Regions from separate parts of the Danio rerio genome. Here region 1 is linked to region 2. Evidence: chromatin contacts called from public Hi-C data. All regions are on one chromosome and are shown on one strand. Each heading gives the region's core, a stretch centred on a gene start, on an enhancer-like site or on the middle of the called end of the contact. The rest is flanking DNA. Distances are from core to core; before and after follow the strand shown. Region 1 holds the start of lfng (LFNG O-fucosylpeptide 3-beta-N-acetylglucosaminyltransferase). Region 2 has its middle 69 kb from the start of grifin.

Region 1 (5,733 bases), core at 832-3,331, 75 kb before region 2:
CCCCGGCCGTTCAGATGACAATAACTGGGATTTAACAACGTACTCAGGTGTTGCATGGATGAATGTTGAAATAATTTGAGAGCGGCCTTCCATGTCCACATGTTGAGACTCTGAGGGTTTGTATAGCTGGCATTAGAGCCATCTTTTGTTCTTTGAGACCCAGCCACCTGGCACTCATTCTCCAGAAACTCCCCCTTGTATTCTAGGCTGCAGTGGTCTTTTATGTCTGCACTGCTCCCCACCAGCTGCTGCTATTAATCCCTGCTGTTAACTCTCTCTTCTGTGGGTTAACTTCTATCAACTCCTGTACTGAACAAGCTCAGTATTAGTTTTCCAATCTCACCTTGAAGCCTGTAGAGTGGCTGTATCAGTTTAGCTGGACAGCAAAAGACAAATCTGAACTGACTTAATGTGTGCTCACGACATCTGATATGATTTCTTACATTCCACATGCTTTCATATTCTCACAAATGTCACAAACAATGTTCTTTATGCTCGGTTGCGGCAAGAATATAAAAGTGCTGCTATGGCTGAGCCATATTCAAATAGCATTAATAAAACCTACTCGTGTTTAAGGTGTGAAGGAAACTGATTGTGACAGAGCCCCGAGGCAAATTAAACTGACTTTTGTAAAAAAGTATAAGCGACTACTCTAGATGGTGGGTAAAATCACTTTGACTGCTCTGCGCTTGCTGCTGTCAAGGTGCGGAGAGTGCTTTTGTGCTGTCTGCAAAAGAGGCCTATTTCTCAGAGCTGTATTTTCATACTGAGTCAACTCGGCATGTTGCTGAAAAGCCTTTCCTTGCCTATAGATGCTGTCCCTTTGTGCCCCCCAGCATCTCCATAACGAAGACTCTCTTTTCCCACCGCTTGGGTAGCTTGACCCAGCCTCTGCTCCAGATCCCCGGTTCCCATGGAGAGTGGGAGACAAGGGGCTGGCAAAGCTTTTCTTTCCCCCTTCAGAAAGACGCTTTGTTAGCACTGAGAAGGGGACAGCTCTGAAGCTGCTGCTGTGATGCATCCTTAGGCCTGGAGTATTCACGGGGACACCCCAAACAATGGAGCAGGAGGGGAGCAGGGGGGACTTACAGCCACCCTGTGAGCAATACAACCATTGCCACAGACAGCACAGAGAGATTGTGAATCTGTGCATTTTATTTTTGTTTTTTTTAATATTTCAGGAATATATAAATGTATTTGATCACCTAATGACTACAAACATGACATTTTAATGGGTTTGTGATACTGCTTATGCTAAATAAAAACAAAAGTTATGAGCTAAAGTCTTTGTAGCAACACCACTAACCCAGTTGTCTTCAGCACAAAACCATAATTTCCACAGGTTAAGCAACTTTATTTTTAGAAAGAGGGAATAAGTGTTACAAAGAGGCTGTATAAAACAGCAAAGACTAAAATTATTTAAACACTTGAAATGCAAATATGGATAAATTCATAACTAAAACTGTTTTTTCTAACGCACACGATTTTTAAAATACTAAGCAAACCAAAATTTGCAACAAGATTTAGAAACAATATGTAACAGTGTATACCTGTTGCATGTTTCTGGAGATCCAGGTGTCCAGCAGTAGATCCAGTCTGGACCGGTGAAACTTTTTAGTGGTCTTCACTGCGATGAAGATGTCATCCGCGCTGATGTCCTCCGCAGGCGGCGCGTCTGTCGCCGCTCCGGGTGCCTCGCTGGGCTTATCCGCTTCCCTCCTGCTGCGGGTCAGCTTGGAAAAATAGGCAGAGAATCCTTTCTTTGCATTCTGCTCAGGCTGAGCTCCATCATCAGTCTCTGAATCTCCCAGACTCTGGAGAGAGCGCAACCCGACCTCGCTCTCGTTCTGCATCCCGTCCGCCTGAATCCGCTGATGCTGCGAGAGAAACAACAGAAACCCCAGACAGGTGACGGTGGCTCCCGCAAGAGAGACCACGACTTTTCCGCGATATGTTTTCAACATGTTCAATAAACTATGTTTTTTTATATACACAGCATTTATCTAAACCTCCCTCCAAAAGCCTATTCTAAAAAAACAAGCGTGTCATCCGACTGCTGCATAGTAGCGCTGAGAGTCTCCTCATTGTCACTCGGAGGGGCTTTTATAAACTGCCCACAGCTTTGGTTACGCCCAGTGGGCGGGGCGTTGATGGCTATTGTGCTGTGGGAACCGCGGAGAGACTATCAATAGGAGGACGCGTCAAAGGACAGCAGGCGAGGGACAAAGAGGGGGGAGGTGAAGAGCACGAACAGGAGTAAACATTTCCAAAAAAAAAAAAAAAAAAAGCATGCTTTTTAAAACTGTCTGTGTGTTTGTCTGTGCTGTTAACTGGTGTTAATTGCACATTATCAGGAGGAGCAGGGTGTGCAGATTTGTAAATATTTATGCAAAGTATGCTTCAAATGTTTTAGATGGACAAGACGATTTGTTGTCAAAATGTTTTATCCCTCTAAAACTAACCACGGCTGTCTGTAAAAATAGCACAAATTTTTATTCACTGTAACAAAATCCATATGTTTCTACACAAAATGCATATAATATTTAACTTTAAATATATATTTATAAATTTAATAAACACTCTGAAACTAAAAAAAGCGTTTATTGCTCTTCTAAAATATAGCATTGTGTTTAATCCACCTTTAAACATACTTTTTTTAATTTCTGTCATTATTTATTCAGTATAGAAAAAAGAACAATTAAATGCATGCTATTTTAAAGTATTTTTTTTTTCAAGCAATGCAGATTTTCCATCATCATTATATGTATATATAATATATAATATATATAATATATATTATATATATATATAATAACAAAATGTTATGTTTTCCTTTGCCTGCTTCTGGGTGAAATTTGACTGGGACATGTTTTCATATGTGTAAAAAACACTGCTACTGAACAAAATCTGCAGACATCACACCAAGTACCAGCCATTTTTAAATGTCAACATTCACATCAGGCTCACTATAATGGCGCGCTCCAGTCAATCCTCGGCAGCTGACCTTGTGGGGCCTTCAAACAACCGCGTGTTCCTTGTGCTTACTTAAAAATGGCGCCTCTTCTGCAATGAAGAGCCTGTAGAGCTGGGAGCACGACCCTGGCCGTGACTTCCAGCTGACAGCTCAGCAACTGCTGGTGACAGACTTAAACACTTTAGATCCTACTTCTAACCCTCTCAACAGCTTACTTGCAAAGCATGCCACAGCCAGACACTACAAGTAAGCCCCCACTGTTCAGACTGAACAGCTGAGAAGTTCTTAATATTTCTGTAAAAGAGGTCATTAACATATCATCAAGTATATAACAAGAAGTTTTACTTTACTCTTTAAGATGGTTCAAGACAAAGTGTGTAGGTTCAATATTGTCTCTTGACAGGCAGCATCTTTTGTTAACGTTCATCGTTTTTTTTTTCTTTATCAAATGTTTTTTTTTCACTTTTTCCACATTTATTTATGTTACAGCCTTATTCCAAAATGGATTAAATTCATTTATTTCCTTAATATTCTACACACAATAACCCATAATGACAATGTGAAAAAAAAGATTTTTTGAAATTGTTGCAAATTTATTGAAAATAAAAAACCTGAAAATTCGCGTATATAAGTATTCACAGCCTTTGCTCAGTACTTTGTTAATGCACCTTTGGCAACAATTACAGCCTTAAGTCTTTTTGAATATGATGCCACAAGCTTGACACACTTGTCTTTGGGAATTTTTGCCCATTCCTCTTTGCAGTACCTCTCAAGCTCTGTCAGGTTGGATGGGAAGGGACTGTGTACAGCCATTTTCAGATCTCTCCAGAAATGCTCAATAGGATTTAGGTCTGGACTCTGGCTGGGCCACTCAAGGGCATTCACAGAGTTGTTGTGAAGCCACTCTACTGATATTTTGGTATGTGCTTTTGGGTCATGCCTGGTTTGTGCTTTGACATGCACTGTCAACCCTGGGACCTTATATAGACAGGTGTATGCTTTTTCAAATCATGTCCAATCAACTGAATTTACCACAGGTGAACTCCAATTAAGCTGCTGAAACATCTCAAGAATGATCAGTGGAAACAGAATGTACCTGAGCTCAATTTAGAGCTTCACAGCAAAGGCTGTCAATACTTCTATACATGTGATTTTTCAGCTTTTTTATTTTTAATACATTTGCAACAATTTCAAAAAAATATTTTTTCACATTGTCATTATGGGGTATTGTGTGTAGAATTTTGAGGAAATAAATGAATTTTATTCATTTTGAAATAAGGCTGTTACATAAAAAAGCTATGAATACTTTCTTGATGCACTCTAAGTAACACTCAAGAAAAAGTGACTTGGAAGATATCATTAAAAACGCAAAATCTGAAGCATATGGCGCAAAAGCATTAGGGTGTGTCTGAATGTCCTTTTGCTAATTTAAGGACGAAAAATTATGGTTTGTACCCCAGCACATGGTCTAACAGGGTTGTTCTTATTCTCTTAATGAGCTAGGGGTAGGGCCAGACGGAATCTGCTGACATTTTTGCTATTTCTGCGCAGAATTTTGTTAAAAATCTGCGGATTTATGTAGAATGATTTTGGGAGTATTGTAACTAAAACCCTAATATATGCAATAAAAGTAATACCTTTTTAACTTGTCAAAATGCAAATCCAATTAGATTCACTTTATTTGGTAAACAAAGCAAGTCTCTAATATAATATATCTACTAAAAGACAGAAAATATTACTTTAAAACTTTATTGTAAATAAATCATATAAATTTTTTCAAATTAGTCAATAATGTTGCTAAAATTAATTAAAAAATGGAATAAATATAAATTTATAAACATTTACACAAATAAATAAACAGAATCAATGATGAGTTTAAAATCTGTGAAATTCTGTGCGCGCAGATTCAGTGTAGGCTTTAGGGGTGTGTTTTGAGCGTATATGCAATAAACCAATAGGCGTCTCATCTCACATTCCCTTTAGGAGTCAGTTGAGTCGCACCATGGCGCATTTGCTATTAACAAGTAAAAAACTAAATGCTTCACTAGCAAGAAAACAGTTAAGCAGACTATTTGTCTAATAGGATAAAGACTGAGCCTGCTCCATTCAGCCTCTTTACTTTACTTTTACTCTTTACTTCACTTGGTGGATAAGGAAAGGCTGGAAACTCGCTCCAATAAAGACATACATTAGTCTACATATTTAATTTCATTTGTTTCAAAACTATTTCTAAACTCAGTTTTAATTTCCAGCAAACAAACAAATAAACAATAATAACGAAGTGTGCTCAAAAAAGAGTTACATCCAAACACACGCCCATATGGTGATGCATACTTTTACAAAATCCGACAGGTGGACAAATCTAAACTTGTTTTTATTAAAACAAATATAAATATGCATATAATCAAATAATACTAACAATGATAACATTATACAAATCCAAATTGTCATCAATAAACTGAAAAAAAAATGTATTTACTATGTTAAAAAAAATGTGGCGCAAAATGTGGAAATTATAGTTGCGTTGGTGTGTAAATAGCAACAAATCGTGTCATACACATCTTGTGCCTTATAGCGCTAGGTGTATGATTGGGCACAAAAAGTTGTCCTCTTTAGACCAAGTGTGAATGTGATGTGTGAAGCCTTCCCTTGACTGACAGCATTATTTGTTCTTCTTCTTTTTTGATAAAATGATTAAAGACATTTTGGAGGATATCATTAAGAATATAACAAAAAGTTTTGAAATTCTGCAGTTCTAC
Region 2 (6,064 bases), core at 1,618-4,117:
GTGATTTTTTGCAGTATTTTATAGTTTTTAAACTATCAGATTTCAGATTTTCAAATAATTGTATGCTGACCAAATATTGTCCCATTATAACAAAGTATACATCAATGAAATGCATTTATTTATTTATTTATTTATTTATTTATTTATGTGATACATTTATCTAAATTTTCCAGAAAGCTCTAAAAAAGTATACATCAATGGCATGCCTTTATTTAGCTTTTTTAATGTAATGCATAGATCTATATTTCCCAGCAAGGACTAAGGTTAACACTTTTTTTGATGGTTCATTTGAGTATTAGTAGGCTGTCTGCTTAATATCTGCTGAGACTTCTCCTTTAACAGACATTTAACTGACTATGAGAAACTTTGAAAGTACGTTTCAACTTACACTAACCCTATAACCCCAATCTAACAGTCTACTTATATCTAAAGAGAAGTTGGCATGTAGATGCAATTTAACTTAAATTCAACAAACAGACCATCAAAAATAAAGTGTGATTGGACTAAGCCACTGTTTATTCCTTGCATTATTTATCTATTTTATTTACATTTTTTAACGAGGAAAGGATTGAAAGATAATTGGTTCTGACTCATGATTGCTGTTTTTCAGCAGATTCCTGCTCTGCAGAACATTAAAAACATACAGAGATCCTTAACATCGCATCCATCAACACATGAGAACATACAAACAATCACCAAGCATACAAAATGAAGAGAAACAGGCTACTATCTAAGTGGCTACAGCAATAGTTGACCATCAGAGTTGACTATCATTGTGATAAACATAAACAGCAGTATATGTTTATGAGTTTGACAACAGAAGAATTGTATTTGTTTATTTAAAATTAATTAATTATAAGGAAAGGATGCATTAAATGTGTAATGTAACATTTTCCTGAAAGGTGCCATGATCTTACGAGAAAACGTAAGTATTTTACGTTTTGGCAGTTTAGTGGATAATTCGTATGAATTCGTATGAGTTTAGTTGTACAAAATTGTACGATTTTAAAGAAGAGGCGTGGCACCTAACCCCACCCCTAAACCCAACCGTCATTGGGGGATAAGCAAGTCGTACTAAATTGTACGAATTAGATTGTACGAATTCATACGAATTAGCCACTAAATCAAAAAGTTACGAATTGCCGTAAGATTGTGTTGAAGGTGCAGTATGTAAGTTTGACACCCAGTGGTTGAACTAGGTATTGCACTCCGGGATTAAAACAAACTCAAGCGCAGGTTGGCAGATTTAGGACAGTGAGCGAGTGATTTAAACCGTGGTCGTGTTTAGCAATGGCACCTGATAGAAAGAATTTTTTTTTTTCCTAACCAACACCTCAAATTGATATACTGTATTAGAAACAGATTCTCTTTCTCTCAGGTGAAAAACAGAAAACTGACAATGATCACCTCAGGTAAACCTCATGTGTTTTATTCAGTGTTAAATGCTAAAAATGTTTGAATGCCATTTGACAGGACATTTATTGCCATACTACTAAAAACAGCAGCAGATAGTTCACCTCAGATCTTGAAAATGAAATAAACCGTTTGAAATTGAACTTCAGTGCCTTTGCAATAATGCATGATTCAACATCTACATTTAATAATGATAAATATGTTTAGTATGTATTAAGTAGATTATTAACCTTACCATTTCGTGAGTGAGCGCATATTCTGTGCTTCTGAATGGCTGTATTAAAATTTCTGTCATGTTTCGTCTGGTGTAAACAGCCAAATTGCTTATCACTGTATATCTCATCACGAAGCGTGTTGTTAGGACACAAGGTTACAATGTAACCTGCTCACCTAATGTTTACGCTCATAATATTTATATCATTTGATAATTAATCACCTCATGTGGAACTCTGAATCTGTGTCTCATTTTGGAGTCTGCTACTGTCCACCGGATGTCACATTTCGGTCACGGACTCATGCTTTCAGAGCCTTTCTGAATGAATGCATGAAATATGTAGTTTTCCAGTCAAGGCAACCTGGGTGCGGAAATACAATTGACTAAACTGGCACTGGACAGGTTAAATGAACAAAACAAAGACAGGGTTCCAGCACGGAAAACACATTTTCAAAGCAGAATATCTGACTTCAGCATTGTTTTTCAGATAACCAAGAATGTTCACTTAGCATGTTTCTTGAATATCGGCAAACATATTATTGTTATACATAGTGTTGTTATGCTTTAGAGGAGTCAAAAGCTTACATATACCACACATTTAAGTGGATGGATATTGCTTCTTCATTTACTCTCCATAAACCGTTATGGGGTTTTTTCTTCTGTTGAACAATAAAAAAAAGATACTTTGAAGAATGCTGATTGCTGATTCCCATTGACTTCAATATAGAAAAAAACATACTGTGGAGGGATAAGCAACCACTGTTTTTCAAAACATCTTAAGTGTTCAACAGAAGAAAGAAACTCAAGTGAAAGGTGAGTAAATAATTACAGAATTGTACTTTTTGGGTAAACTATCCATTTAAATGGTGCATGTACTTTTGAAAATGTACTAATAGGGGACAACACAGTTCCACAAAAATATTTATTATCATATTCAGATGACTCTTGAAGGAGCATGCAATGCTGAAGACTTGTATAATGAAGCTGAAAATTCAGTAGAAATCATTCCAGCATGCTGTTTTACTTTATTTTGATCATGTAAATGCAGCATTGAGGAGCATAAGACACTTAAGACCGTAATTTAAGACCATATTTCAACTGAATATTATGAAAATACAATTTAGAACTCAGTTTAGACATTCCTGCTACAGCCAAAAAACATCACATACAGCATCCGATCAAGTTACACAGGTGGTTATTAGATAAGATGTAGGTTTTCCCCTTAAATGTCACTAAAATTATTTAGTGAGTCCACCCTTACAGTTACTTTGGATAAAAGCCTCCTTGAAATGGCTATTTAGCTGAAATACTCATTAGCAGAACATTCCAGCTCCTTTTATCTGTTCTGGTTAGTCTCAGATGGCTGCTGCGTGAGGCATTCTCTTTAGAAAGTGGTGTAAATCTTTACTAATTGTCATAGTGATAGCTGCAGGGAGAGTGTGTAAACAGAGCTCTTGTGTGACCCTCTCTGAGAACCCCTGGTTTGGGTGAGATTAGAGCTCTGAGACCCACTTCCTGTCCTGAAGCTCTAACTCAGCAGCTTTATTGTCCATCTGCGAGCAAATCACCTCTCCTTTCTTTCCTTCATTTCCTCCTTGTACATGAGCTCGCTTTCATTTGAATGCATTGTGATTGTTTGTAGTGATTGATTGTCATCTAGTAAAAAAAAAAAAATCATTAATTAATGTTTTAAAAATAACTGAAAAATAGAAAGTTGAGTTCACTTACAATTTTAATACAAGTGATTGCAAATAAATTTTGAGTTTATTAAGCTTCAGTGAACTTTTTCAGTGAACTCATTTTTTTAAGTTGACTGAAAAGGCAAGTATACATTAAAGAATAATTTAACACAACGTCAACCACTGAAGCTTAATAAACTCAACATTTCTTTGCAGCCAGCTGCTTTAAAACTAACTCAGTTTTACAGTGGTAAACGCTCAAATGAAGAAATCTAAATTCCAAGTCTCCTCAACCGATTTTTTTTTTTTACTTTCACTGAATGAACAGTTTTAAACATGCAGTTGAATCTTTTTTTTTATACAACTCTGAGCTCAAAAATATGTCCACCTTACTTACAATTTTAAACTGAGTTAACAATTTGCAAGTTGGATTTCTTACAGTACATTATACAAATCATTATTCTAAGTTGTTAATAGATCAACGATTACTGAAATACATTATACTATTATTATAGTGCTGTGGATACTATAAAGTTGTTTAATTAACGTTGCTCTATACTTTAAAATATGCCAGTATTTTCAATTACATTATTATTTTTCTTATGTTTAAGTGTAACAATGCATATGGTTATTGATGTCGTCAACCATGTGTCTTAAGCTATACCTATGATTAGGTCATACCCAGCTAGCATTATATTTTGGTTATAATAACTTTTCATAACGTTTTATTCTCATGTAATATGTAATGTCTCAGGTCGTTGTTAAAAATTTATTAGAACATTTCATTCACATTATATTAATGTTAAGAGCATATTTTTTCTATAAAGATTGTTACAAAGTAAAATAATTTAAATAACAGTCACACTAATTTTAAGGAACGTTCCAGAATGTTCTGAAATATTGCATATTTCTAGACTAAATATGATTTTTACATGAAATTGATAGCTATGGATGCTAGCGTTTGAATATAATTTTGACATCTTCATGCATGCTGCAGGCATACTTTAATTATCTAAAGTCATTTACAGTAGGGGTCAGTAAGATTTCGAAATGTTTTAAACTGCTCACCAAGGCTGCATTTATTTATTCAAATATACAGTGAAACGTTATTGCACTATAAAATAACTGTTCAAAAGTAGTTTATCGTTCAGTTTAATAATTAATTCCAGTGATTTTAAAGATGATTTTTCAGCTTCATTACTCAGTCACATGATCTTTCAGAAATCACTCTAATAATAATTCATATCAATTCAATTCAGCTTTATTTGTATAGCGCTTTTACAATATAGATTGTGTCAAAGCAGCTTCACATAAATGGTCATAGTAACTGGAACAGTGTAGTTCAGTTTTTAGTGTTTAAGTTCAGTTCAGTTCAGTTTAGCTCAGTTCAGTGTGATTTAAAATCACACTGTTATTGTGATTCAATCACACTGTTATTCAATGATATTGAATAACAATATCAATGTTATTATTCATATTAATATTATTATTAATGGTAATAGTAATAAAAGCAATAATGACTGGAGTAATAATTTCATTTGAAACTTCATACAATAAGTAATAAATATGTATTTAATAAATAAAAAAATTATATTAACAACTATTATTATTTTTTTACATTTAATAAATGTATGCACACGTTGATGAACAGAATACATTTCTTCGAAAAAAAAAAAACTTTTGATCGGTAGTGCATATATGTATATGTATATTAACAATATATAATATAATATATATTGTATATTAACAATAATATAAAAGAAAAAACATTGCTTGTACTTTGTATATGCACACATATGGAAAAAATGGACCAGAGGAATGACATTATTACAATCATTCAGGAGGGGCTGTTTTTTTCTAATAATAAGCAATAATAAAAACACTGATGTCAAATTAAAATACATCAGCTTTTAAAGGATAATTTGCCAAAAAATGTAATTCTGTCATCATTTATTTATCCTCACTTGTTCCAAACCTGTTGGTGTTTCTTTATCTGTTTAACACAAATAAAGATATACTGAAGAATGTTGGGGGAAAAAACAGCTACTATGGATGTCAGTGGCAGCTTTTTTATAAACATTCTTCCGAATATCTTTCTTTGTGTTCAATAGTAGAAAGAAACTCAAAAAAGTTTAGAACCACACAAATGTGAGTAAATGGCGAGGAAATGTCCATTTTTGGGTGAACTATCTTTTTAAAGAGCTCGAGTTTTCAAAGCCTAAGATTTGCAATTTATTTGTATTTCTTTTTATCAGTGCATAATTACATATTAATTTATTTTTAATTGTTACAAATGCTTTTTTTGGTATTAAAAAGTCCAAAAACATGCGGTATAGGTGAGTTAGGTATAAGCTAAATTATTCATAGCGTATGTGTGTGAATGTGTGTGAGTGTGTATGGATGTTTCCCAGTGATGGGTTTCAGCTGGAAGGGTATCTGCTGCATAAAATATTTGCTGGATAAGTTGGCGGTTCATTCTGCTGTGGTGACCCCAGAATAATAAAGGGACTAAGCCGAAAAGAAAATGAATTAATGAATAAATGCTTTTCCAAAGTAAGATATTGTTTGCTTTTCCAGAAAAGCATTGTAAACTTGCTTTAAACCCAAGACAATTCAGCTAAAGTTCATATTTGACTTTTGAGTTTTGAATGTTCTGATTTGCAGTATAAGATAGACACATTGGTATTGCTGTCATGCGTACTTGCACAGCAGCCCTTGAGTACTGCATTAAGATGACAGGAACCGTTTTATCCTTCTG

What was found. Hi-C and Micro-C count contacts between places; a contact is called where the count stands out from the background.
Region 1: a Hi-C map of hematopoietic stem cells shows a contact between it and region 2, with 1.6 times the contacts expected there. The contact joins the promoter of lfng here to the enhancer-like site in region 2. A contact is called at or near these places in 1 of 18 Hi-C or Micro-C datasets (hematopoietic stem cells) and 1 of 4 datasets of contacts at active chromatin or transcription factors (gastrula embryo).

What each region holds. Positions count from the first base shown.
Region 1 is chr3:40,937,024-40,942,756 of GRCz12tu, reverse strand. lfng (LFNG O-fucosylpeptide 3-beta-N-acetylglucosaminyltransferase) reads right to left here and starts at 2,081. Exons shown (of 8, transcript NM_130971.2): 1 at 1,551-2,081. The coding sequence starts at 1,964. The region is part of intron 3 of LOC141381264 (a long non-coding RNA gene); the gene reads left to right.
Region 2 is chr3:40,862,939-40,869,002 of GRCz12tu, reverse strand. No RefSeq gene overlaps it. Among named protein-coding and RNA genes, the nearest start is that of grifin, 69 kb to the right of the region's middle. Within about 2 kb of position 2,867, at least 21 of the 62 cell types and tissues checked have an H3K27ac peak or open chromatin away from gene starts, as enhancers often do. A contact at or near this core is called in gastrula embryo and hematopoietic stem cells, where this site is marked.